Regions from separate parts of the Mus musculus genome. Here all the other regions are linked to region 1. Evidence: chromatin contacts called from public Hi-C and HiChIP or PLAC-seq data. All regions are on one chromosome and are shown on one strand. Each heading gives the region's core, a stretch centred on a gene start, on an enhancer-like site or on the middle of the called end of the contact. The rest is flanking DNA. Distances are from core to core; before and after follow the strand shown.

Region 1 (6,987 bases), core at 3,005-5,504:
GGGTTTGGCAGCAAATGGGGACTGGAGACACTGAGCAACCATTTCTCCTTGTGTCCCTTACAAATGGAGTTCCTCCGGTAAAAAATCTTCCTGTAGTTGTAGCCAAGAAGGCATGTTTCTAAAGCATCCTGCTGATAAATTTCTCTATCACAACTCTGGCTCTGGCTCCCAATCCTAGGTTTGTGATCTGACCCTCACTCCTGGGTGGGGCCGCCCCTCCAGCTGCTGCTCATAATTCACAGAACTTTCTAGCACTACTCCCTCCTTACTGCCATCTCTTACCAGCACTGACAGTTATTAACACTACAAGACCCCACATTCAAACTACTGTGGTATTAGACCTAACTAATACAGAAATAAATCCAGAGGCTGCCCAAACAGATGGGGAAACCTCGCAGGCGTGATCTGGGATGACAGCAGCATATGAGGCTGGAGAAGTAGCCCAGGTCACAAGGTTTCTTGGGTACAGATGACCCATTCTAACTCAGACCACATGGGAAGGAAAAATAGAGAGAGGTTCACATAGTGTTGGGGGTCAAGTTGGCAAGACATTATTTAATTCTGGGATATAAGGATAGGGAAGAAAGAGAAATGGCAAAATGTGAGAGCCAGGAATGGTGGTGTGGGCTTATAATCCCAGTATTCCTGACACAGGAGGGAAGCGATTTAAAAACCAGTTTAGGGTATGTAGCAACACTTTATCCAAAACAAGCAGGGATGTAGGGGATATTTAGAAGACATACCAGGGAATGGAAGCCATGGGTGCATGGCCTGTGGGGGAACTAGCAGTTGGCTATGATATATAGTCACTCCTCTGGGCCTCAGTGAGGGCCAGCTTCCTCTTCCTCTACAGCTCTCATGATAGATGCCCTGGATTCACCAAACCAGTGGAAAGAGGCATTCTGTACCATTTTCCAGGCCAGTCTTCCTCCTTTCCCCAGCACACCACAGACTCTGTCAACTTGCTTCCTGCAACAGTCAGTGGGTGCTCTGAACATCAAAGAAACTTGTTTCTTTAATTGAGAAGCCCCTCCACAGAAGGCTTGTGAAAAGGCGCTCATGTTGTGACTCTGTCAAGGGGCCCTCAGAGTGAGTGCTATATATTTTTTGGATTTTCAGATAACAGTAAAAAGATCCATGGAAGCCGGAGAAGCCTGGTTTATCTGATTATGGGAAAGCAGCCTAAACTTGACCGAACCTCCTCACTCAGCTCTGTACAAAGCTGTTGGGGGTTTTGTACATCTGTTTAAAGAGATCAGAGAGTTGCTCCCATTGCAGCCCCTGCCAGACCCTAAGTAGAATCCACTCAACTGCAAAGCTTAGCAGAACTTTTCACACATACACACAGAGTAGGTGATGTAAATGACGATGACTGGTGGAGTTCTGGCTTTCAATACACACACACACACACACACACACACACACACACACACACACACACACATACGTTTTCATCTAAAATTCCTGAAGGGCTGGAACCCAGGTGAAATAGAGCAGTTCACATAAAAATACAAGACTAGAATCAAGCGTGATGTCCAGCTCAGTTGTCAACTTGACTATATCTGGAATGAACCACAATCCAGAAATTGGGGGGGGGGGGTAACACCTGTGAAACAGATCTTGAGGCAGAAAGACAGCATGCTTTTGGTCTGGATCTTGAGGCTGGAAGACACAGGCCTTGGTTCCAGATCCTGAGGTGGGATGATACTTTTAATGTGGATAGACACATGCCTTCAATCCAAATCCTGAGGCATGCCTTTAATCTGCTGGAGGCCTAGATACAAACAACGGGAGAAGGAGGGGGTTGTTCCTTCTTCACCTGCTTGCCCTCACTTGGCCAGCACATCCATTCCTTCACTAGCATTGGAGCCTACGTCTTTAGGATTCCAGCTTACACAGATGACCAGCTGAGACACCCAGCTTTGTGGGACTGAGCAACTACTAGAATCTTGGACTTCCCATTCACAGCTGCTCATTGTTAGACTGCAGCCCGTAAGTCATTGCAACAAATTCCATATATATGCAATTTCTCATATATATAATATATAGTGTAACATAATAATTATAATGAATATATATAACATATATGTATATACATATATAAAATGTATATACATATATATATATGCACAACTACAACAAAGAAAAGAAACATGAAATAAAAGCAAAGAATTCTTTACTTAACAAAAATATCTTCAAGAAAAAAGTTGAGACAGTTCAGCAAATACTGAAAATGTCACTGTAAGATTTGTACTGAAAGAAGGCTATTCCAGGGAATTCTCAATATGCTGCTAAACACTGCTCTGCACTAAGATAAGGTCTAAGGTTAGTCCCAGGAGGAAAAAGAGACACAGAAACAAGCATAGGAATATAAAAACAGTAACTTTCAAAGGTGATAAAAAGCAATAAAAAGAACACGGTTAAATCTAAATGAATAATACCTGCTGTGCTCTCAAATACAGAGAACTGTGCCCTGGCGAGAACAGTCTCATAGGCAGAGTGAAGGGCAGCGTGGGCTTTGGTTGCCCAGGGAACAGTGCCATGCTCACATGCCAAACCTCAGTCAACCAGGGATACTGTTGACCTCAGATGACCACTAAAAGAAATGGCTCTCAGAGGGCTCTAAAATGATAATTACCAAAATAAACAAAACTGGGGTGGGGGATGACTGACTGATCTCAGGAAAGGCAAACCAATTGAAAACTAAAAGATGGTACATTTTAACCAGGCACTGTGGAATAAGACTGGAACCCCAGTATGCAGGAAACTGAGGCAGGAGGATTGCAAGTTTGAGGCCAGCCTGGGCAATGCTACGAGATCCTGTGTGATGATTAATCTTCATTGTCAGCTTGACCAGATTCACCCAGAAGGCACACCTCTGGGTGTGTCCATCAGGCCTTTTCTAGGAACGGTTAACCAAGGAGGGAAGCTTCACCCTGAACATGGGTGCCAGCAACACAGGATCCCAAGCAGGCAAAGGGAATGAATCTGGACAAGTGTCAGTATCCCCCTCTGCTTCCTGGGATGCTAAGACATGCAGAGTCCTAGTGACACACACCAGCTTCTGAGATGTCCCCACACACTCCCAGCCAGGAAGGACTGTACCTTTAAATTGTGAGCCAAAATAAGCCCCTCCCCTCCACCATCCAGCTGTATCTGATGAGCGTCCTCTCACAGTGATAAGAAGAATGACTGAGGCAGTGTCTCAAAATTACACATAAAATGAATAAGACCAAAAGGATGCTTACACCAAATACTTCAAACGTGATGTAGTAAATCATATTTTTTTCCTTTGAAAAATTCAGCTGTTATGCTCACAGCCTGCCTGTCTCCCAGGAGGTCTGTAGTAACCAGGGACACAGACAGGAGCCTAGCATGGTTGTCCTCTGAGAGGCCCTACCAGCAGCTGATTAAGACAGATGCAGATACTTACATCCAACCAGCCATTGGACTAAAGTCAGGGACCCCTATGGAGGAATTAGAGGAAGGATTGAAGGAGATGAAGGAGAGGGTGACCCCATAGGAAGGCCGGCAATCTCAACTAACTCAGACCCCCAAAGTGATCCCAGAGCCACCAACCAGGCAGCATACACGGGCTGATCGGGCTGAACGGAGGAGACCCTCAGCACATATATAGCAGAGGACTGCCTGGTCTGGCTTCAGTGAGAGAAGCTGTGCATAATACTTGAGACCCCAGGGAAAGGGGATGGGGGAACACCCTCTCTGAGGCAAGGGGGAGGGGGAATGAGGTGAACTGGGAGGGGGGACTGGGAAGGGGGGCAATGACTGGAATATAAATAAAATTAATTTTTTTAAAAAAGGAAATGCAAAAGATCTAGAAAGTCCAGTGCAATTTTTGAAAAATAAAGTTGGAAGACCCACACTTGCTGATTTCCAAACTTATCACAAGGTCACAGTAAGCAACGCAGCATGGTGCCAGCACACTGCTGAGGATGCAGAGGTAGAAAAGAACTGAGAGGTCATAAATAAACTTGTAGTCAAGGAAAAAAACAGTCAGCTATTACATATCCACAGTGGTGACACCTGAGATGTAAGAACGCAGGTACATTGAAACTGAAACTGTACTAAACAATTGCTAATCGAAACAAAGAGGAAATTTTTCAGTAAACCGTGAGTAGAAAACCTACACCATTTGAGAAAATATAACAACACTTTATGCCATAGTTAGAAACCAGAAAGTTCCCCAACAGGAAGCAAAATGAGGACGTTCCCTCCTCTTTAGCTTCATCCTGGGAACCCTCCTAGCTAACTAGGAAATGAGAAATTGTAAGAAAAGGAAATGAGAGGGACATAGATCAGGAAGACATAAATCCTTGTTTACAGATAGCCAGAATGGTGAAGCAGAAAACCCCAAATAACCAACAAAGAAACTCCTAGAATGAAGAAATCCCTGTGGCAAGCTTGTACCATGAGGCTGTAAGAGCCACAAACTTCGGCGAGAATATTTCCAAGTACTACACTGAGTAAAAGGACCGAGGCTCAAAGTAGATAAAGAACGACTAGGATTAAACAATATGAAAACAACCCTATTTTAAGATGAGCCAATGCTCTTCACAGACGTTCCACCAAAAGACACACAAGTAGTAAATAAGCCCATGAATATATGCCTCAACATTGTGTCAGTGGAAACATGGAAGTTAAAACAAGAAGCCAGAACACCACACCTGTCAGTATGGCCAAGACTTGGAAAGCCACAACACCCAATGCTGCCAGAGAAGCGGAACAAGAACTCTAAGCCACGGCTACCAGTAATGCAGGGTGGCTTAGAAAACCCACAACTCAGCTTAACCGCTTCTTACAAAACTAAGTATACTTTTAGTACAAAACCCAACAACCAGCCGGGCAGTGATGGCCCATGCTTTTAATCCTAGCACTCAGGAGGCAGGGACAAGCAAATCTCTGAGTTTGAGGCCAGCCTGATCTACAGAGAGCGCTCCAGGACAGCCAAGGATACAAAGAGAAACCTTGTCTCAAAAAAACAGATAGATAGATAGATAGATAGATAGATAGATAGATAGATAGATAGATAGATAGATAGATAAACAGACAGACAGATAGATAGATAGATAGATAGATAGATAGATAGATAGATAGATAGATAGATAGATAGATGAACAGACAGACAGACAGACAGACAGACAGACAGACAGACAGACAGATAGATAGATAGATACATAGATACATAGATACATAGATACATAGATACATAGATGAACAGACAGATGGATGAACAGACAGACAGATACAGACAGACACATAATTCTAGCAAACTATACTTCTTGGTAGGCAAAACGTAAAAAAGCTATGTGGATATTTCTAATAGCTTTTATTCATAATTATCAAAACTCATGAGCATCTAGGGTGTCCTTTAGTAAACAAGTGGGTGGATGAGCTGTGGCACAGCCAGACAACAGAAAAGAAATCAGCCTGGGTGTGGCCTATAATCCCAGCACTTGGGAGGCAGAGACAGGTGGATCTCTGTGAGTTTGAGGCCAGCCTAGTCTATATAATGAGGCCATCCAGAATTACATGAGCCAGCCATCTCTACTCCCCTGCCACTATTTTAAAATAATAGTTTAAACTTTTGACATATAATCCACATACTGTAAGACTCACCATTTTGAAATGGCCCATTGTGTGAGCATAAAGCGGCCACTCCCCATTCTCCCTCTCAGCCTCTGACAACCACGAGTGCACTTTCTGTCTTTGGATTTCCCCATGCTGGATGTCTCCGTCTGGAATAATGCAGTGAACAGTATTTTTGTTGTGTAGCAAATTTGCAAGGTTTAGCCATGTTGCATGCTCTGTCTGGAATAATGCAGTGAACAGTATTTTTGTTGTGTAGCAAATTTGCAAGGTTTAGCCATGTTGTAATATGCATCACCTTTGTTCCTTTGATGGCACAGTAGTATTCCACGTATGCCTAATGTCACATTTTGTCTCTTTGCCTCCTGGGTTGCTTTACTCTAGCTAATAAGAGTAGTGCTGTTGTAAATAGTCTTATACACTTTTTTTTTTATAGATTGGTATTTCCTAATAGCCTATGTCTTAGACAGGGTTTCTTTTTTTTAATTAGGTATTTTCTTCATTTACATTTCAAATGCTATCCCAAAAGTCCCCCATACCCTCCCCCACCCACTCCCCTACCCACCCACTCCCACTTCTTGGCCCTGGCGTTCCCCTGTACTGAGGCAGATAAAGTTTGCAAGACCAAGGGGCCTCTCTTCCCAGTGATGGCCGACTAGGCCATCTGCTACATATGCAACTAGAGACACGAGCTCCAGGGGTATTGGTTAGTTCATATTATTGTTCCATCTATAGTGTGCAGACCCCTTTAGCTCCTTGGGTACTTTCTCTAGCTCCACCATTGGGGGCCCTGTGTTCCACCCAATAGCTGACTGTGAGCATCCATTTCTGTATTTGCCAGGTACCATGATAGCCTCACAAAAGACAGCTATATCAGGGTCCTTTCAGCAAAATCTTGCAGGCGTATGCAATGGTGTCAGCGTTTGGAGGCTGATTATGGGATGGATCCCTGGGTGTGGCAGTCTCTAGATGGTCCATCCTTTTGTTAGACAAGGTTTCTATTCCTGCACAAACATCATGACCAAAAAGCAAATTGGGGAGGAAAGGGTTTATTCAGCTTACACTTCCATACTGTTCATCACCAAGAAAGTCAGGACTGGAACACAAGCAGGTCAGGAAGCAGGAGCTGATGCAGAGGCCATGGAGGGATGTTCTTTACTGGCTTGCTTCCCCTGGCTTGCTCAGCCTGCTCTCTTATAGAATCCAAGACTACCAGCCCAGAGATGGTCCGACCCACAAGGGGCCTTTCCCCCTTGATCACTAATTGAGAAAATGCCTTACAGTTGGATCTCATGGAGGCATTTCCTCAACTGAAGCTCCTTTCTCTGTGATAACTCCAGCTGTGTCAAGTTGACACAAAACTAGCCAGTTCAGCCTATA
Region 2 (6,987 bases), core at 1,773-4,272, 250 kb before region 1:
ATGTGTGTCATATTAGCTACGCATCTCTGTTGAGTGTCACTGGGTTTACTTCACTGGTACAGTAAGGAGCTGAAGTTCTGGGAGAGGAAATGACGGATCCAACACCTTCACTAGAACCACATGTTCTCTGAGAAGCACCATCTGCCCGGTCCTTATAGGAGTCGTTCTGAAGAAGTTGACTAGGTCACAAATCATCTGACTCGAAAGCCCCATTTCCCTGACCTGTGACTTGACCCGGGCACTCTCCCAGACTCAGGATCAGGAAGGCACCCTGAAGCTGCTTTCCCAGCAACGTCCTCCAGCTGTCTCCTGAGGCTTCAGTCCCGGGTGTGTGTAATGGCTACAGACTCATCTCTCCTCCCTTTAACCCTCACTGCTCTAGAATGATCTAGAAAGGCATTTCTACATCTCAGTCAACAATGTTCCCCATCTAAATAGGAACGCTAAAATCTGAAAGAGAATATTCCAGACTCCCAACATCCAAACATCAACTAAGCCTCTTCTCTCAGAATAAACCCCTCCAGACTCAGGCACTGAGGAGACAGATTGCAGAGATACAGTCTAGATGCTCAGTCCACAAATCTCTGGAGCCACAGCAAGATTCCTACTGCCTGGGGCACCTATACAAGTCTTCATATCCACAATAGACTATCTTATCATGGGTTCACAAGCTGATGAGACTTGAGTTGCATGACTGGTACCCCACAAAATATTGTCTAGGTCTTAGCAAGATCCCTGTGACTTTCAAAGCGGCCAGCCCACTTTTTGAACAGCACTGACTGGCCAAATATTCAAGCTCCCATCTCTGTGACTTGGGTTATAACTTGGGTGTCCTTCTTATATGTCTGCCCCGGAAACCATGTGAGGAAAAGGAGATCAGAGTGGTGTTAGTTGTCAGCTGAGAGCATTTTAAGCCTTCAGAAGCCACTAAGACTCTTGGGGTTTGAACCCCACCACGCATCCTTCACTCTTCTTTTGCTGACACCTCCAAAAGTGAAGTAACAGAGATGGCACCCTTCTCCAAGGTCTTCTTCCAGCTCAACAGTGTCAATCTCTCAATACCCAGCCCCTCCTTGAACCAACTCCAGCAATGGCATTCTTAGAAGGAGAAGCCTGTGCTTAGTCTTAAGCATGAAACTATCTAATCAATTCTTGAAGAAAAACTACAGTATGCCTGCCATTTGACTTCAGGAAATGCAAATGCTTCAAAATAAGGTAGACTTTTTCCATCATTGGGTTTCTCAGAATTACAGCTGAGGTCACCCCACTGTACACATGAAGACCAAAGGGGAAAAACAGAAGAAAAAAACGCCTGCATGTGTGAGAGACAAGCCTGGGCTTGTACTTCTGCCACCATCTGTAGATGCTCAGCTCTGGCAGATATCACCACAAGCCACCTGATACAGAGGGACCTTAGGACTAGAGAGATAGAGCCTGTTTTTGATGTGACATCCTGGCTTTGATCCAGGGCATGAATCCTACTTTTCCACCTAACTTAGAATCTGTGAGAGTCAGGCCAATATTCTCCCTGCCAGGGGAAAAAGCAAGCACTCCTTCTCACTACACTGATGCCCTTAGCACTGGTCCAGCCAGAGCTACAGAAGGAAATAAGAGAGATGGTCTAGTTGACTCCACTCAGCAAATGCATCTTCTTGGCTGATCAGTAGGAGAGACTAAACAGTAGTCTCTGCCAGGATGTGTTTTAAAGGACAACTGGCTTGATAGAGGCAGGGCATTCCACTTGACAGGAACCAGAGGTATGCAGGTGGAAGCATATCCATGTAGTTGTGTACTGGAGCTGCACGTCTCCAAACTTGTGTAGAGTGGGGGGAAATCCGTTTGGGCATTAGAGTCACACTGACTGAGTTTTGATCTCCACCCTACTAGCAACTAGATGTGTGGCTGAGAACAAGCCAGTTAACCCTTTCTTATTCATCTATTTATTTATTTATATTCCAACTGCTGCACCCTCATCCCATTCCTCCCTCACAGAGTCCTTCTTCCCATTTCCCCTCCCCTTCTCCTCTAGGAGGATGCTCCCCCACTCCTCACCCATATATCCCCTCCCACCCTGGAATATCAAGTCCCTGCAGGATTAATTATGCACATCCTCTCCTGCTGAGGCAATACAAAGCAGTCCTCTGCTTCATACTTCATACGGCATCTGCATCTGTTTCAGTCAGCTGCCGGGTAGAGCATCTCAGAGGACAGTTATGCTAGACTCCTGTCTGCAAGCACAACATGGCATCCGTAATAGTGTCAGAGATTAGTGTTTACCCAAGGGATAGGTCTCAAGTTGGGCCGTTATTGTTTGGCCATTTCTTCAGTCTCTGCTCCATCTTTGCCCACCCTCCAGTTAAACTTTTAAAACCTATAGTTTCTAATGTAAATAACAGAGATAACTGTAAACTATCTCTCATGGGATGATTGTAAAAATTAAATCTCTTATGGGATGCTTGTAAAAAAATGTAAAAATGAAATCATGGCTGTAGCATGCTCAGTAAAACATTACAGAAATAGTCAACATTAGTTATGATGGTGGTAGTGGTGATGACATTTATTACTATTAAGACACAGAATAAAATGAGGGAGGGTATGGGCTGATACTGGAGAGATTGGGAGGAGTCAAAAGCCCATCAGAGCTGTAGGGAACATAAATTAGAAAGTGATTCACAGCAAAGAGAGTCCGATTTGCATCTCTCTGGTTTCTTTTGGTTGATGTTCTACAGTCCCAAAGATGAGATTGGACAACAGTCACACTTCCTTAGACTATTACACTTTGGGATCAAATTTCTGGTTATACACATCCACGAGTATGTGCAGGGCAGCAACAAGCCTCACAAGAACACTGCTTAGATGATAATTATGGGCTAAGATCTAGAGAGTGGAAGCTGGCCTTCAGCCTTTGATGGGCCAGAAGCCCCGTGTGAGTCCAGAACAGCTAGAGATGAATACTGCCCCTACTTCTGCTGGGGGTTCCTCTAGTAGTGAGCTTGCTCAGACAGCAGAGGGAACCCTTCACTCAGCTTCTAGCTGTTCTCGGGGCCCCAGGGTCTTTCTCGAATGAATCTGGACAATAAGATAAAGGAAGTAACTGGTAGTACCCATGTGTCTCTGTTTAGTTTCTGTTTCCAGGATCTGTCCGTTGGTGAGTCGGGTGTTGAAGTCTCCCACTATTATTGTGTGAGGTGCAATGTGTGCTTTGAGCTTTACTAAAGTTTCTTTAATGAATGTGGCTGCCCTTGCGTTTGGAGCATAGATATTTAGAATTGAGAGTTCATTTTGTAGATGAACTTTTGGTAGATTTTTACCTTTGATGAGTATGAAGTGCCCCTTCTTGTCTTTTTAGATAACTTTGAGTTGGAAGTCAATTTTATTTGATATTAGAATGGCTACTCCAGCTTGTTTCTTCAGACCATTTGCTTGAAAATTGCTTTCCAGCCTTTTACTCTGAGGTAGTGTCTGTCTTTATCCCCGAGGTGGGTTTCCTGTAAGCAGCAAAATGTTGGGTCCTGTTTGTGTAGCCAGTTTGTTAGTCTATATCTTTTTATTGGGTAATTGAGTCCTTTGATGTTAAGAGAAATCAAAGAAAAGTAATTGGTGTTTCCTGCATGGTACTGGTACAGCGACAGACAGGTAGGTAGATCAATGGAATAGAATTGAAGACCCAGAAATGAACCCACACACCTATGGTCACTTGATCTTTGACAAGGGAGCTAAAACCATCCAGTGGAAAAAAGACAGCATTTTCAACAATTGGTGCTGGCACAACTGGTTGTTATCATGTAGAAGGATGAGAATTAATCCATTCTTATCTCCTTGTACAAAGCTCAAGTCTAAGTGGATCAAAGAACTCCACATAAAACCACAGACACTGAAATTTATAGAGGAGAAAGTGGGGAAAACCCTTAAAGATATGGGCTCAGGGGAAAAAATTCCTAAACAGAACAGCAATGGTCTGTGCTGTAAGATCAAGAATCGACAAATGGGACCTCATAAAATTGCAAAGCTTCTGTAGGGCAAAAGATACTGTCAATAAGACAAAAAGGCCACCAACAGATTGGAAAAGAATTTTTACCAATCCTAAATCTGATAGGGGACTAATATCCAATATATACAAAGAGCTCAAGAAGCTGAACTCCAGAGATTCAAATAATCCCATTATAAAATGGGGCTCAGAGCTGAACAAAGAATTCTCAACTGAGGAATACCAAAGGGCTGTGAAGCACTTTAAAAATGTTCAGCATCCTTAATTATCAGGGAAATGCAAATCAAAACAACCCTGAGATTCTACCTCACACCAGTCAGAATGGCTAGGATCGAAATTTCAGGTGACAGCAGATGCTGGTGAGGATGTGGAGAAAGAGGAACACTCCTCCATTGTTGGTGGGATTGCAAGCTGGTACAACCACTCTGGAAATCAGTCTGGCAGTTCCTCAGAAAACTGGACATAGTACTACTGGTAGATCCAGCAATACCTCCCCTTGACATATACCCAGAAGATGTTCCAACCGGTAAGAAGGACACATGCTCCACTATGTTCATAGCAGCCTTATTTATAATAGCCAGAAGCTGGAAAGAACCCAGATGTCCCTCAACAGAGGAATGGATACAGAAAATGTGGTACATTTAGACAATGGAGTAGTACTTAGCTATTAAAAAATGAATTTATGAAATTCTTGGGCAAATGGATGTATCTGGAGGATATCATCCTGAGTGAGGTAACCCAATCACAAAAGAAGTAACTTGATATGCACTCACTGATTAGTGGATATTAGCCTAGAAACCTATCAAGGAGGAAGACCAACGCATGGATACTTCATTCCTCCCTAGAATAGGGAATAAAATATTCATGGAAGGAGTTGCAGAGACAAAGTTTGGAGCTAAGACGAAAGGAAGGACCATCCAGAGACTGCCTCACCCAGGGGCCCCATCCCATAATCAGCTACCAAACACAGACATTATTGCATACGCCAGCAAGATTTTGCTGAAGGGACCCTGATATAGCTGTCTCCTGTGAGACCTTGCCAGTGCCTGGCAAATATAGAAGTGGATGTTCACAGTCATCTATAGGATAGAACACAGGCCTCCAATATAGGAGCTAGAGAAAGTATCCAAGAGCTGAAGGGGTCTGCAACCCTATAGGTGGGACAAAAATATGAACTAGTCAGTACCCCCAGATCTTGTGTCTCTAGCTGCATATGTATCAGAAGATGGCCTAGTTGGCCATCATTAGGAAGAGAGGCCCCTTGGTCTATCAAACTTTATATGTCCCAGTCAGGGGAATGCCAGGGCCAAGAAGTGGGAGTGATTGGGTGAGGGAACAGGGTGGGGGAAGGGTATAGGGGACTTTTGGGATAGCATTTGAAATGTAAATGAAGTAAATATCTAATTAAAAAATGTGGAGGAAAAAGAAAGTAACTGGGAGCTCAGGACATACTACTCAGAGACAGTATGTAAGCTCGGCAGGGCGTGGCTCCTATTGTATGAGTTTAAAACTGTTAGTTTCTGAAGGATGGACTGAGTGGTCATCTCTGGTGACATCATCAAAATATGTCAATGTCAGATTGGAGAGTTTCCAGTTCTCCAGATAGGGGGAACCAAGGCCCAAAGAAGAGGAGATCTGCTCCAAATACATTGAATTTGAGTCACTGCAGGAAATGTATAATTTGGTTCTTTGCATACAAAATAGCTTGTTATAATAAGAAAGAGTGATCATCATCAGTGATGATATTAAACATATTTTTATTTCTCTAATGCTATAATGACACAAATAGCATGTTTGTCTCTATTAAAGAAGCTCCAGATGGGAGGCTTCCTGCTAAGATGTCATCAATGTTTTGTCCTCTTAAAATTTGAAGGGGATGTTTTTATCTTTGCAGTCTAGATGAGGCAGATGTAGGGCATCCTCACATTCCCATGTGCTCACTCAACCCTGAGTATGCCCTTGAGTGTCTTCAGACATAAAAGTTGGCCCTGGGTTACTCTGAGAACCAGGTTAGCTGATGCTGGTAAAAGCAGAGGCTAGTTTCTGCCAAGCAGAAGATGCTGGGTAGAAAAACCTGCATCAGTGTTGCTGTTGGAGAGACTGGTGTTCAGGCTGAAGGACATGGGAGGCTCAATCTCATTTGACCTATGGGTGGTGTTCAATAAAACCTTTCATGAGAACTCTCTAGAACGGTGTCCCACACTAGATGATATTTATCTTCTGTAGTATTCTCTAACAGTCCTAGCAGAAGGAAACTAAAACTGTGAAAATCCTAGGCTGTTTAACAGCAAGATTTGAAAACAAGTTTGAGGGATTGTTGTTGTGATTGTTGTTGTTGTTGTTGTTGTTGTCGTCGTCATCATCATCATCATCAGTGGTGTGTGTGTGTGTGTGTGTGTGTGTGTGTGTGTGTGTGTGTGTGTGTGGTGTTTGTGCTTAATTTAACCTCACAAACAGGAACAGACGAGTAAATTTCATCTCAGTGGGTCACGGAAAAAGATGTAGTTGTTTACAGTCCCCAAAGAAGCAAACGACAACGCATACCTGATCTTCTTTTAGGAAATTGCTCAGAGGATCTCTTCTGTACCCTGAAAAGTACTCCATCCAAGAAGTCATGGGCCTACCTCCAAGGTCAGTAGCCAAAGCTAGAGAATGATATCCTCATGAGGATGATGTCCTATGCCGACTTCCAATCCAGAGTAGAGTCCTCTAGTTGAAAGTGACATGTAAATGTGTTCTTAGCCAACATCATACTTTTTATAAATTGAATTTCAATGTCTTAGAGGAAGATGAGAGTTTTTTTTTTTCCAAAGCTACAAGGCTCTTCTCTCAACCCCCATTTGATAGGGGAAAAAGAAGTTGGTTAGAAATGGCACGGTTATCATATGCCCCAGTACAGGGGAATGCCGGGGCCAGGAAAAGGGAGTGGGTGGGTTGGGGAGCAGGGCAGGGGGAGGGTATAGGGGACTTTCGGGATAACATTTGAAATGTAAATGAAG
Region 3 (6,987 bases), core at 2,625-5,124, 230 kb after region 1:
ACTCCGGTCACAATTGTGCAATCGATGTCAGCTGGCCTCTAGGCAAGCAGTGTCATCTCACAGTGTCCCCCATGGGACACTGAGGAATCTTCATGGAGACTTCCAGGCCCTTTAGCCAAGGCCTAAGTATACCAAGACACCTAGCCTTAGCCTTTTAAAGCTTGATCGTGTTAGCATCTACATGAACCCTCCTGTCTCCCAAGTCACCTGTCTTTCAGTGGTTAGAGTGGCACTTCTGAAGTGAAGGCACCTGTGCCAGGAACTGGACACCTGCGTTCCCCACACCTTCTCACTGCTGCTTGGGTCTCCTGCCTCATCTTCCCCATCCATGCCCTAAAGTGTTTGGGGATTCTAGCAAGAGCATCGGGTTCTGTCAGTTCCTTCTACCCTGATTCAGATGCCCCTTCCAGGAAGCCCTCTCAGATTCCCTGGGCAGGGGTTATTGGACTTAGCTAAGGCTCCACTCAAGACTCTCCACGAAGGGAGGGAGGGAGGGAGGAAAAGGAAGGGAGCAAAGAAATGATATTGACAGTGTCAGCAAACCTTTATTGTTACAGAGACAGAATCAAAGTGCACAGGATGGGGTAGGGTGTGGTGCACATGGGGACAGCCCAAGGAGACCAGAGAGCTGAGTTCATGCCTGGCTTTCCTCAGGATCTTTCTTGGTCTCCTTCTCCAACTCAAGATGCTTCTTTTCCTGTTCACTGCACCTGTCCTGGAAGATATCAGGGAGGAGAGCAGAGTGAGTAAGCCAGGGCTGGTGGCACACACCAGGGTTGATGAATACTGAGGCAAGAGGATTGCTATGAGTTGCAGTAGAGTAGCCTGGGCTGCAAGATTAAATACAAAAACAAAACAAAACAGAAAAAACAGGACAGAACAACAAAAAAAAATGGCAAGGTAGGTAAGCCTGAGGGGCAGCTTGAAGCCAACCCAGCCTTAACCAGAGCCCAGGAGAGAATGGTAGAAGAGGACATAGCCCACAGGTGTCCTCTGACATCCACACATGTCTTATAGCATGCTTGTGTACCCACACAGTCACACATGCACACACACTAGCTATGAATACACCTATTGTAAGGTGGGTTGGGGGGAGTACTGTTGTTGGTCACAATGGCACGGTAGTGTCAACCAGATGTGTCTTAGATCTGCCATGGCTCCCTGCAGTGGCAGGACAGTGGTTCTCAGCCTTCCTAATAATGCAAAACTTTAACACAGTTTCTTGTGTTGTGGTGATCACCGACCATGATTTCATTGCTACTTCATAACTGTAATTAGTCTACTATTATAAATCATAAATACCTGACGTGCAGGACATCTGACATACAGGTTGAGACCCATCCTAGAGAACCACTAGTCTAGGGTAAGTTGTCCCTCATCTCTGAGCTCCGGCTTATTCACCCCATTGATTGTGAGCAGAATCCCCCAAAGGGCAGGCATTATCTAAACACTTCTGTCCACAGGTGCAGGATGAGTCTACTGGCCCCACTGGTTGTGGGGTGGGGAAGTCATGCTGTGAAATGGCTCAATGGCAGTGTCTGTGTGCAGGCACCTCTCCCGGGGAATCCTGGGGCTGGTGATGCCAGGAAAGGCTCAGGTGACCAGAGAATGAAGTTACAAAAGCATTGAGTATCTTAAACTACATGCAAGGTGACTGTTTGATCCCATGGCTTCGCCTGGGTGAAAAACAAAACTGATGTCGCCTCTCCCTCAGCACAAGTGTAGACCGGACATCAAGGAGTCTCAGTGTGGGTCAACCCTGCCTATCAAAGCCATCGGGCTTGCTGGAGTTGGGGTGACATGGAAGATGTCAATCAAAACTCCTGCTTGAAAAGGTAGTGAATATGAAGGACAGGAAGAAACCTGGGATCCTGGCACCGGCTGTTCCCTCAGTGACCCCTCCTGGTCTTCCTCTTATCCTCCACAAGCTTTCTAGAATCTCCTACTTAACCTCACCTTCTTCAGGCTCACTGCCCATCTAGGATCTCTGTGACTCTCAGCTCTCACAGGAGGCAGGAGAGTTAACAAGATACCTGCCTCGCTGAGCTGCCTTAACCAGAAGCTTGCCCTCTCTGAGCCTCTAGGGTCACTGACACTGGGAGCACTGCTGGGGTGGTATCGTACAGCCTCCTCATTTACCTTTTTCCAGTCGACAAATATGATTTCTGATTCATCCATGCCCACGTGTGTGACAGCCTTCTGAAATACTTCCCGCAGCTCCGGGGGGATATCTGGCCTTCTAGCTGCATGGGAGAAGGGATCCAAAGTTATGCTGGCTATGGGTCCAGTAGATGGGAGGCCAGGTAGGGATGTGGGATGTGGGTGGGTGACCAAGAGTAAGGCCCAGTTGAGCTGGGGACCAGGGATGAGAGGACCCTACCGCTCAGGGACAGTCCCCGTTTCTTCTCATCCTTCAGGTCAAAGAAAAGCATGATGGCCCCATGTTTCTCTAGCACTCTCAGGTGGAGAAGGGTTTCTACTTCTCCTTCTGTTGGAGGAAGGTCTTTGTGAGTCACTAGAATGATGCTGTGGTTCACATCCCCAAGGGAAGGAAGCACATAGCTATGGGCAAGTGCCTGGGGCTCCCTGAGGCTGCCATGTGCTCAGCCTCTGCTGGATGCAAGCCTCACTTCTCATTCTTCATAGGTATGGAAGAGCTGGGGCCTTGGAAAGGGCCCTTGGTGGTGTGGTGGTGGGGCATAGTTAACACTTCCCCTTAAACATCAAAACATCTGCTTAGGGACAATTAAAAGCTAACCAGTGTCTGATCTGGCCCACCAGCATTGGGTTGTTCTCCTCCATGCTGTCCCTGGTGACCTGGGGGTGTGGCTAAAGTCACTGGTTTCCCAACCCATGGCTTTCCACTCTGAGGTCACGAAGGGTCATAAAGAATGATCAAAACAAGTCAGGCCTGGCAGCTGGACTCCAGTTTGAAATCTACGTCCACTTACAAGCCCCAGAGAGTGACTTCACAGACCAAACTGCCCTGTTCTGCTGTCCCCTCAGAACTGGCAATACCCTCCCAGAAAGCAGTGAGTTCACACCTTCACCATACTTGAAGAGGGTCCCATTCTCTCTCTGGAATCCCAGAAGGTTGGAGTTATAGACACAGTGGTCATCTCTAAAAAGCAAAGAGAGAGGACAACTGATGGAGAGGTGATCTGACTAGCCCAGGGTAGGAAGGGGGCAAGAGGCAAGACAGCTGTCCCCATTTCTGAAAGTGGGTGGGGAGGCCAGGCAGAGCCAGTTTGCTCAGGTCTCTAGGAATCTGGGAGTGGAAGCCAGGGCCAGGGTGGGCTGGCTGTTACAAGGACTCACTTGGTGTGATACTCTCGAAGCTCCATCGTGTCATTTATCAAGTTTAGGGTAAGGTAAAAAAATATAGTCTGTACCTTTTGAATTTCCTGCCTATAATCAGGGTCTGAGTCAGCCACAGCAATGAGAAACCATTTGCCAGATAGCTGGGGAGAAGCAGGCACACAGATGAGCAGGCCTTGTAGTGAGGACCTTGGCATTCATCCACGATGAGGGGCAGGCAAGCTATGGCTCAGAGTGATGATTCTGCCTTTGGAGACAGGGGGATGCCACCAGGGTATACACAAGTGGGAAGGGCAGTACCAGGAGCCCAGAGCTGAACACAGACACCAGGGAAGGGAAAGCCCAGAGGAAAGAGTAGAATCCTACAGTGAACAGGTCCAGGCCCCGGGCAGACACTTACCCAGCTCAGGGTCTCATTGGTGATAGGGTCGCCTATGTTGATGGCATGCTCTGGGTTCTGAGCTTCCAACAGTGGCAGGAGGCTCAACATGATGAGAACCGTGTGTAGTTCCATGCTGAGGATACTCAGAGGCACCAGAGCTGGGAAGAGATAACTGGTGGCTGGAGGGTGCAGTGGCTTTTATAACAGGATGTGGGGAGGGCATGGGACTGCAGCCAGGGGCTGTAGAGCAGTGAGTGCCACAAACTCACCAGCACTTGATAAATGTCTTGTGCAAAATGTTCCCTCAAGCCAGCTTTGTGCAGCTCTCTCAGCCAGCTGGCTGTGACACAGGCTCCTGCCCTACACCAGAGTGGCTGATTCATGATCAAGGTGGGTACAGGGCTAGCCTGATGATACTTAGGTCCCAGACAGTGGTCCCACCCCTCTCTTATCCCATGAAGCTGCCTAGCAGGAGTGAAACCTACACATACATCAACCCGCCCCCAAGCATGATAAGAAGGGGTCCCAGGTCAAGTTCATAGTGAACATAGAAGACACTTAGGGGCTCAAGTTAAGGCCCAAGGACAAAGATGGATTAGTTTCCAAAGGAGTGTGATGTTCCTGAGGACCCCTTCCCAGCCTAGAGGCAGCCAAATGCCCAAAAAGGGTTGATTCTGACTTGAACATCTAGTTCAGCAAAGCTCCCAGTATCTACAGCAGGAAAGGATCTGCCTAGGACAGTGTGTGCCCAATCCAGTGTCTGTGCCCAGCATCCAGTCAATATCTGGTTCTACTTCCTCCCTGATAGATATAGCCTGATCTCTGTCTACATAATGAACACTCTCTAGAAGAATTGCAGGGACAGGCCTGGTGACTCCTGCTGAGGCACAGAGTCATTGCTGGGAGCTTGAGATTACAGTGAGCTGCTTCAAAACATCAATAGCAGCAAACGTGTTAGAACATGCTCACAGTGTCGTGATCTATTTCACTCCCTCCCTCTCTCTCTCTCTCTCACACACACACACACATACAGACAGAAACACACACACACACACTCACACACTTGCACCCACTAGCAAATTTAAAAATCTCTTTTTGTTATACAGCCAAATGAAGAAAAACAATAAACTTAAGATAGGGAAAAGAAATCTTCAAAACTACCTGTGGCTGTGCTGTGTATCCAGAGCCTGGGGTTTCTAAGGCGAGGGTGCAGGCAGGGAAGTGGACACCCAGCTAAGGTCTCCCCCAGGGTACTTGCTGCATATCATTCCAGAGTCTGCCTAGGCTTCTGCTCACATCTGTCTCCCCTGCTTCTCCTGTCCTTTGCCTGCAGAGGCCAGATGAGCAAGGCCTGTGTGAATTCCCAGGCCAGAAACAGTGGGAGACACTCAGCAGGAAGTGTGTGACAAAGCCCCAGGCCAGAGTCTCCTTGCAGAGACTTCCATGGCACCCTATGCTTGTGGCTAGCTTGACTCTGGGCATGCTTGTTGCAGCGACTGTGACTCACTCTGCCCCAGTGCATTGACAGCCAGAGCAGGGCGCTGCATCAGGTGTCTTTCCAGGTTCTGTAACAAAATAAGTGACAAGAAGCTAACAATGGGGAGATCAGAGGTGAGGAGGGACACAGTCTACCATGTCACACTGCATCCAGTCGGGACAGCCATAAGCTTAGCAGGCAGAGATGATCTGTGGATGCTCAGCTTGTTTTCTGCTTTTGGTTAAGTGGGGGATCCCAGCCCGAGGAATGGTGCTGCCTACAGTCAGGGTGGCGGCTCTCTGGAAATGTCCTCACAGACACACATGGAGTACATCCCCTAGGCGACTGCCAATCAAGTCAAGTGTAAAGATGATCTCAGACCCTGTCTTTGCCACCGAGTGGACTGTGCCTCAGGAACTCAGGTCACAATGGTGCAATCGATGTCAGCTGGCCTCTAGGGAAGCAGTGTCATCTCACAGTGTCCCCCATTGGCACCCTGAGGAGTCTTCGTGGGGACATTCAGACTGTCTAATCTAGGCCTAAGTCTACCATGTCGCCTAGCTTTGGCTTTTTATACTGTGACCCTGTTAGCATGGACATGAACCTTCCTCCCTTCTAGTCACTTCCCTTTCAGTGATTAGAGTGGCCCCTCTGAAGTGAAGGCCCTGTGACAGGAACTGTACACCTTCGTTCCCCTCCCACACTGTGCCCTAAAGTATTAGGGGATTCTAGGAAGAGCATCAGGTTCTGTCAGTTCCTTCTAGCCTGACTCAGATGCCACTTCCAGGAAGCCCTCTTAGATTCCCTGGGCAGGGTTTATTGGACTTAGCTAAGGCTCAACTCAGGATTCTCCACGAAGGGAGGGAGGGAAGGAGAAAAAGGAAAGAAGCAAAGAAATGATATTGACTGTGTCAGCAAACCTTTATTGTGGCAGAGACAGAATCAAAGTGCACAGGAGGGGTGGGGTTTGGTGAGCCTGAGGAGCCCTCGGAGTTCAGAGAGCTGAGTTCATGCCTGGCCTTCCTCAGGATCTTTCTTGGTCTCCTTCTCCAGCTCAAGCTGCTTCTTCTTCTACTGACTGCATCTATTCTAGATGATATCAGGGAGGAGAGCAGAGTGGGTGGTGGCACATGACTGGGTTCAGGAATACTGAGGCTGGAGGATTGCTATGAGTTGCAGCATGGTAGCCTGGGCTGCAAGGTTAGATGCAATAACAAATCAAAATAGAACAAATAGGCCAAACAATAATCTTGGCAAGGTAGGTAAGCCTGAGTGGCAGCTTGAAGTTCAACCAGCCTTAACCAGAGCCCATGATAGAATGGTAGAAGAGGACATAGCCCACAGCTGTCCTTTGACATCCACACATGTCTTATGGTAAGTTTGTGCACATACACTCACACACAAGCACACCTTGCAACACATGTACACATAGACACTCACAAAATGCACAGACACATGCACACACACACATGCACACACATACACACTCAGAAACATGCACATATACACACACTCTCACACATACACACATTCACACACACCAGCAATGAATACACATATTTTAAAATGAGTGTGGGGGGTAAACACAGTTGTTGGCCACAATGGCACGGTAGTGTCAACCAGCTATGCCTTAGATCTACCATGGCCCCCTGCAGTGGCAGAACAGTGGTTCTCCTAGCCTTTCTAATAATGTGAAACTTTACATGTTTTTTGTGTTGTGGTGACCCCCAATCATGTTTTCATTGCTACTTCATAACTGTGGTTTGGCTACTGTTATAAATCGTAAGTATATGACTTGCAGGACATCTGA
Region 4 (6,987 bases), core at 1,126-3,625, 230 kb before region 1:
TCTGAAAGGGAGGGGAGTCATTAAGGAGTGCCACCATGAAAAGGGAGATTGCAATATTCTGGTCCCAGGTTGGACTCTTCCTGTTGGGAGAGGGGAGTGGAGCTCTGCTTCAGCAGCAGGAATGTACAGAGACAGGCAGGCTTCCTGCATCTCTTCATCACACCCAAAGAGCTTGGGACTCTCCTTTCTCTCTCTTGTTTGGTGAGATGATGATTAAGGCAATCACTGGACTGAGCACAGGGTCCTCAATGGAGGAGCTAGAGAATGGACCCAAGGAGCTGATGGAGTTTGCAACCTCACAGAAGGAACAACAATATGAACCAACCAGTACCCCCAGAGCTCCCAGGGACTAAACCACCAACCAAAGAGTACACACGGAGGGACTCAAGGTTCCAGCCCCATATGTAGCAGAGGATAGCCTTGTGGGACATCATTGAGAAGAGATGTCCTTGGTCCTGTGAAGGCCCCAGTGTAGGGGAATCCCAGAACAGGTAAGTGAGAGTGGGTGGGTTGGTGAGCAGGGGGAGAGAGGATGGGATAGGGGGTTTTTGGAGGGGAGATGAGGAAAGGGGATAACATTTGAAATGTTAATATAGACAGTATCTAATAATAAAAAATAAACTTAAAAAATAAAAACATAAAATAATCCTTGGCATCATTTAAAGAATCAGATGGTATCTTCCTGGGAATCACCCTGATTTATGAAATCACTTTGACTTAAATAAAAAGTCAAAATGTGTGCTTATTCAGTATTGTTAGGGGAGGGTTTCATGAGGCTCTGCCCATAGCTGAGGGGCTATTGGCAATTGATAGCTGAGGCGTGCCTTTTTCTTTTGTGGGTGCAGCTACTGGACCCCCACACATGCACAGATTTCCCAGTGCACCTGCAGGATACACTAACTGAGCTCAGTGAACAGGAGATGAAGGTGAATAGAGTATGATGCAAGCAAGGTACATTGTATCTGAGTGTACAATTGGTAAGGATAAATAAAAGTATTTTTGGATAAAAAATTTAAATGCATGCTAAAATAAATGAGCAAAGCTTTTAAAGTTAATTGTTTAAATTTTCAACATTCAAATTACGTCCTGATGTTGGCATCACCCAGCAACTTGGAGAAAAAGGAGCATCTCTTACAGATATGGAACAGGACATGGATTTTTGTTAAGGATCTTGTTAAAGAAATATCCCAAGGTACCACTCTATCTAGAGAACACTGGCTTCTCTAGTAAAGATGATGGCTTAGAGTCTACTCTATCCCCCATTCCTCCAGCTCTGTCTACCTTTGGAAGTAGCATATCCTTTCCCTTCCTGCATCTAGGCAAATGTGACAGCCTACACATTAGAGAACGCATCAGTATATAAACACAATGCTTTCATTCATTGGAAATTATCATCCATTTTTAAACTTTGCCCTTTTGCTCACTCTCTCCGTGGGACTCTTGGGAAAGAGCTGCGGGCTGGGATAAGAGTATGCCCATTGTGGTGAAAGCTTTGGACACCATCAAGATGCTCTGGTGAGGATTGTCCCTTCCCTGTAGTAAAGAAAGGAGAGAAAACATGTAGAGATTAACAATGGGAAGAGACAGTCACTACAGCATCAGCATGCTTGAGTGTTAAGTCCTCGTAAAAGAAATTGCTAACCTTCTGACCTCAGCAAGTCTCTTGGACTCTTTGTTCCTCTGCTTTAAAATGAGAAGAATCCTTTCCAACGCCACCAAGTCAGGATACGTACTAAGTTTGAAAAGTATGCAGCTGGGGGTATTTTATTGTGGACACTTTCTCTAAAAGACCTTGGCTTGTGGAGAGCAGAGAAGGAGATAACGAATCAATGCAGGTTTGAAAGAAATAAAGGTTCATTATGCACAAAGGTGTTTCCTTCTGCATCAGGAGAAAACAGCCATTGGCTCACTCAGCAAAGACCTCCATGAAGCAAACACTCAAAGGGTGAGTATATCTACAATCCCTACAAAATGGAGAACTCCTTAGGGTCAGGCTTCCACAGAGGCAGAACACCAAGGACCCTCTCCTTAAGTCTACGCTGAGGCAGCCCCAGACCCGCCGCTGCAGATAAGCCCCTTGTCCACATAGAAATGAAGCAGAAATTCATCTCTGAAGCAGCACGAACCAAGGTGTCTGGCACAAACAGAACTTGGAAATAGAATTGCACCATCAGTAGAATGAGGGAATGACCAGCTTGAGTTATTGACGAATGTATCTCGGGGCACACGAAGCTGAAGGTCAGTCCTCCTCCAAGAGAACCCAGCCTAAGTAATTCACTATTCCATTCTCATGGCTTAGACCACAGATGACATAACTGTGGTGACCTTCTGACTCTGCCCTTTTCTGACTCTCTGGTTTCCTTTTACTAGCTGTCCACATAGAGTCAGCAGAAGCTCTGGAGTAAACAGGAAAAAAAAAATGCCCATCCCATCCCAGGATAGACAGTTGCAGCTAAGAAACCAACAGCCAAATGCTGAAGGAAACTCTGTTCCTGCTGCTGATGCATGTTCACAAAGACACAGAGCTCAACTGTGATCTTTCCAGGTTCCTCTGATGTCATTCATGATGTATTGACTTAATCCATTCTATAGCACGTAAGCACGATTGCTGACGCTTATTGAATCCAGGCAGTACGCTAAACCTTCCAGACACTGTAGGCCATTTCATGCTCCCAATAATCACATGAGATTATTGGAGAAACAGAGGTTCAAAGAAATGCAAAAGCTTGTCCAAGAGTAAGCAGCTTCTTAGCTGAAGAACCAGTTGTAAACATTCACCATCTGGCTCCCGAGTCTCATCTATCGTCAGAGAGTGGTGAGCAGCCAGGAGGCCACTTGCCTTTGTGCAAGCGTCATCCATAAGGATTTTGCCCCACCTCTACCCTTTCAGCTTAGTTAACTTGACCTTTTTCACAAAATTCCATATCAGATCTTATTTCTCAGGAGCCACTATCAGGCTAAGTTAGACCATGAGACTTAATGGTCTCACCACCAGAGTCATTCACTCTCTGCACCCTATGTGTCTGACCTTGTTCTCTGAGAACAATATCCAAATGCAGAATGCATTCCCTCCCGTGTGTACAAAGTAAAACCATCCCTCCTTCTAGTTATTCTGGCCTGATCCTCCTCCCATTCACACTCTATTCTGGGCTACAGAAAAGGACTTGCTCATTTAAGCCTCTGCAGAACCTTGAGTCTTGATTCTGGTTTCTCCACAAATGGGGTACCTGTTCTCTTTGCCACTGACACTTGGGAGTGGAAAAGTATGAATTCAATAATACCATTCACCCTAAGTCAAACCCAGTATGGCCAGGAAATAGCTCACACCCCCATACAGAATCATACAGCTCTTTCTGTAATTCGGAGTCTTGGCACAACTTTTCTGGGTTCCAGACAGGGGAAGAAGTTTGGCCACCCCCATCCCAACGTGTGTACTCATTTCCTGCCCAGGACAAACCACTTCCCTTCATGAGCGCCTGTATCTTGGGTAAAACCCCACCCCCACCTCCAGGCTGTCATCTTGTGCTGTGAGCCCAACCTCACAATCATCCAGCACTCCGGTATTAGTACTTTTTCCAAATTGTATGTGATTCATCTGCATCTACCATCATTGTGATCCCAGGAAAGCTCTTGGCACACAGTGGGTGTCTGATGTATATTTCTTCAGTAAATGGAAGATGGAGCAAATGCCATCTAAGATGCCTGCGTAGCACTTTTGGGTTTACAAGACCATTATTTCAAATGACAGATGAGAGAACTAAGCAACACTGTCCATTGATAAAGACTGGGAGACCCTGGCATTGATTTTTATTGTACTCAGTACTACACTGTATTCGGGAGTCAGCAAGAGGCAGCCTCTGCCAAATGGCTGACCATAAAGTGTTGAAGGAGCACAACTTTATCCTTCATCATTCAGAATCCATGCCTGATTTGGGGCAGTTGTGGTGAGGGAAGTGGCTATCCCAGAATGCAAGAGCTCCCGCATGCCTGCAAAGCTGACAGTTGACCCTTTAAAGAAAGCATGCTGCAGCCCTGGCTGGTATTGCTGGTGCCTTGTATGTTCAGATATATGCGCAGTGCACACTCACACACATTAAAAATTTGCCCACAGAGAGAAGTGTATCCTATCACTACTCCCTGCAGCCCTCAAGACTGCCTGCTGTGATAAGGACTGTATCAGAGTTTTTCACAATTGTGTCTGTTAGTGTTGGGGGAAATTTTTAGACCTTCTATGGACTTGGTTATATTCACTCTAAAAATATGAAGGAATTGAAAGAGTAAGAGGCAAGGAAGGAGAGAGGGAAAGTGTGAGAGAGAGAAGCAAGGAAGGAAAGGAAGAGGGTGGGGAAAGAAAGGGAGAGAAAGAAGTGCTAGAATAGCACATTGGGTGGAGGGGGAAGAGCGAGGCAGAAGGAGAGTTTGAAGGCTCATTGAGCCACATGAACATACTTCATCTCATAAAGTTTTTTTTAAATAATAGATTTTAATAAAAGTCTCTCCAAAGAAGTTATAACGAAGGCAATGCTTTAAGAAAATTATTGCTTTTTTTTTCTTTCTTTCTTTTTTTTTTTTTTTTTTTTTTTTTTTTTTTTTTTTGGTCCATGGAGTCTTTATTTTGGTTTTCAGGTAGCTACTTACTCAAGGAAGCTGAAAACAGATAATGACTTGGAGGAAAATGAAACTAATTTTTCCAATTACACTAGTAAGGGGTATCTAATGAAGCCCACATGAATATGAAAAATCCTTTATAGCTATGTTTTAGATTGCACTACTGAGATCTCTAAATTACCTTAGACAAGAGGATGTGCTTAAACATGTACCAAAGCTCATCCCTGTGACTGGGAAACACGATAGATGATAGATAGATAGGTAGATAGATAGATAGATAGATAGATAGATAGATAGATAGATAGATAGATAGATAAGCAGTGAGGAAAAGATGCCAACAGTGCCTCTCTCTGAATCACATGATGATTTGAATACAAGCTGTTCTCAAAACAAAAACTTCCTGTATTGATTTTTTCTTTTCTCCTTTTACAAAAAGGGTAAACAAGAATGATGTTCTATTTCCAAAAATATGTGGAAAAGAAGGAAATTCTGAGACAGAAGTTTCCTGACAGTGTTGCTTCATGAATTCAGGTTGTGTCAATCTTCTGTGGTCTCTTAAATTGTTACAATTCAGAAAATTGTAAGAAACTGCTGGCAACACATGTAAATCTTACCCATAAGAACATAATTTCTGGACTAGAGAATAGAAACTGATTTTCACTCTGCGGTTATTGTACAGCCATTCAAATTTTTACGTCTGTTTTTAATGCCACCCAAACTGTTAGTATCTGTAGAGAACTGTTCTTGTGAATTGGTCTACATAAAGGACAGCAGTTGTCAATTCAACAATCTTGTGACAGTATACACACAAATTCACACACAGACATACGCACAGACACACACACACACACACACACACACACACACATTATAAATCTGAATATGGGAGAAAGGCAAATACTCCATCAGAACTTCAGAAGGGATCAGGGTAATGATAGCATCAGAAATACAGTATTTTTTAAAAAAACCTAAATTTCAATTCATTGTTTTTATTATGGTTGGTAAATTTGACAAACACAGTGGAAATGAAAGAAGAATCTGAGGCCCAGATGTGCTTTTATGAAGCTTGGAAACTAATTTCGAAAATAGGTCATGTGTGCACTAAGCATTCTGCTAAAAGTGTATGATGATGTATGTTAAAGCCCACAAATGCACTACCAGCTAACAACAATAGCTAATGTACAATGAGTTCATTGCCAGTCAGGCCCTTGGCTAAGAATTTTTACATCTAGAGAGCTCTTTTCATCTTATTTCTAGGAGGTTGCTACTGTTATTATCCCCAATTTCAAGAGAAGTAATCAAGGCCCTGAGAAGGGGTGGGGCTTAGGCCATGAAGCAACCCTGTTGATTCCCACCAGCTGTGGAAGAAAGAAGGGCCACCATAGCTGCATAGATATGTGGGATGAAGGGAGGAAGCCTGGAAGAGGATACTAGGAAGAACACAGAAGAGAAAATGGAACAGTGGAAGGGCCAGAAAATGAGGAAGGAGAATTCAATGATCCATGAAGATCATACTGTGAAAATACCTTGCTCAGACAGAATTATTTGTCAAGTTCTTTGTAACAAGCTTATCTTATTCAAAAACATTGAGAGGGAGACTAGTGAGAAAACTTAGTAGGTTAAAGACACTTCCCTGGTAACCTGAATTGGATCCCAAAACCCATGTAAACTTTACAGAGACAGCAGTTAAGTTGTCCTCTGACTTCTATATGCACACTGTGATGCACAAACTCTCTCTCTCTCTCTCTCTCTCTCTCTCTCTCTCTCTCTCTCTCTCTCTCCATTTCTAATAATAAGTAAGAATAATATGGAAAAAATAAGAATAACAAAATCTAAATAAAAGGTTTTAATTTTTAAATTCTGAAAAGTAATTCGAGAAAATTAGAAACCTCACTGCTCCCAGAGGCACTGGCTTAGAAAGGGTTAACACTCCTGGCATGAAACTCCATGACCAGAAACAACTTGGGGGAGGAAAGGGTTCATTTGGCTTCCACATCACTGTTCATCCCTGAAGGAGATCAGAACAGGAACTCAAACAGGGCAGGAACTCGGAGGCAGGAACTGATGCAAAACCCACAGAAGGATGCTGTTTACTAACTTGCTCCCCATGGCTGGCTCAGCCAGTTTCTTTATAGAACCTAGGACCACAAGCTCAGGGATAGTAGTACCTGTAATGGTCTGGGTCCTCCCTACTAATCACTCAGAAAAATCCCTGCAGGCTTGCCTACAAGCCAGTTCTTCTGGAGACATTCTCTTAGTTGGGGTTCCTTCCTCTCAGATGACTCCAGTTTGTGTCAAATTAACATAAAACTGACCAGCATGGGCACAAAGCAGAGAAGTGAGTCTACCCTCCGTGTGGCAGAAAGAACAAGAGCCAAG

Evidence for each region. A called contact is a pair of places that touch in the nucleus more often than the background predicts. HiChIP or PLAC-seq counts read pairs in DNA pulled down with a chosen protein or histone mark.
Region 2: a contact with region 1 is called in an H3K4me3 HiChIP or PLAC-seq map of bone marrow-derived macrophages, with 4 times the contacts expected there. The contact joins two enhancer-like sites. A contact is called at or near these places in 1 of 39 promoter capture datasets (macrophages), 1 of 15 datasets of contacts at CTCF or cohesin (the NIH/3T3 cell line), 2 of 484 Hi-C or Micro-C datasets (both in bone marrow-derived macrophages), 3 of 115 datasets of contacts at active chromatin or transcription factors (CD8 T cells, bone marrow-derived macrophages and microglia) and 3 of 9 other capture datasets (adipose tissue, liver and macrophages).
Region 3: a contact with region 1 is called in a Hi-C map of B cells, with 1.8 times the contacts expected there. The contact joins the promoter of Orm3 here to the enhancer-like site in region 1. A contact is called at or near these places in 8 of 39 promoter capture datasets (the C10 cell line, the HPC-7 cell line, embryonic stem cells and 4 more), 1 of 15 datasets of contacts at CTCF or cohesin (embryonic stem cells), 1 of 484 Hi-C or Micro-C datasets (B cells) and 3 of 9 other capture datasets (embryonic stem cells, liver and macrophages).
Region 4: a contact with region 1 is called in an H3K4me3 HiChIP or PLAC-seq map of bone marrow-derived macrophages, with 3 times the contacts expected there. The contact joins two enhancer-like sites. A contact is called at or near these places in 1 of 115 datasets of contacts at active chromatin or transcription factors (bone marrow-derived macrophages) and 2 of 9 other capture datasets (adipose tissue and liver).

What each region holds. Positions count from the first base shown.
Region 1 is chr4:63,587,893-63,594,879 of GRCm38.p6, reverse strand. No RefSeq gene overlaps it. Among named protein-coding and RNA genes, the nearest start is that of Gm11213, 9.4 kb to the left of the region's middle. Within about 2 kb of position 4,254, at least 44 of the 459 cell types and tissues checked have an H3K27ac peak or open chromatin away from gene starts, as enhancers often do. A contact at or near this core is called in B cells, CD8 T cells, bone marrow-derived macrophages and 1 more, where this site is marked.
Region 2 is chr4:63,836,691-63,843,677 of GRCm38.p6, reverse strand. It overlaps Tnfsf8 (tumor necrosis factor (ligand) superfamily, member 8), which reads left to right. Exons shown (of 4, transcript NM_009403.3): 3 at 6,548-6,619. Among named protein-coding and RNA genes, the nearest start is that of Tnfsf8, 21 kb to the left of the region's middle. Within about 2 kb of position 3,022, at least 17 of the 459 cell types and tissues checked have an H3K27ac peak or open chromatin away from gene starts, as enhancers often do. A contact at or near this core is called in CD8 T cells and bone marrow-derived macrophages, where this site is marked.
Region 3 is chr4:63,353,045-63,360,031 of GRCm38.p6, reverse strand. Orm3 (orosomucoid 3) reads right to left here and starts at 3,874. Exons shown (of 6, transcript NM_013623.3): 1 at 3,719-3,874; 2 at 3,319-3,461; 3 at 3,051-3,121; 4 at 2,381-2,488; 5 at 2,140-2,243; 6 at 526-715. The coding sequence starts at 3,832. The coding sequence ends at 635. It also overlaps the pseudogene Gm11212.
Region 4 is chr4:63,819,804-63,826,790 of GRCm38.p6, reverse strand. No RefSeq gene overlaps it. Among named protein-coding and RNA genes, the nearest start is that of Tnfsf8, 38 kb to the left of the region's middle. Within about 2 kb of position 2,375, at least 21 of the 459 cell types and tissues checked have an H3K27ac peak or open chromatin away from gene starts, as enhancers often do. A contact at or near this core is called in bone marrow-derived macrophages, where this site is marked.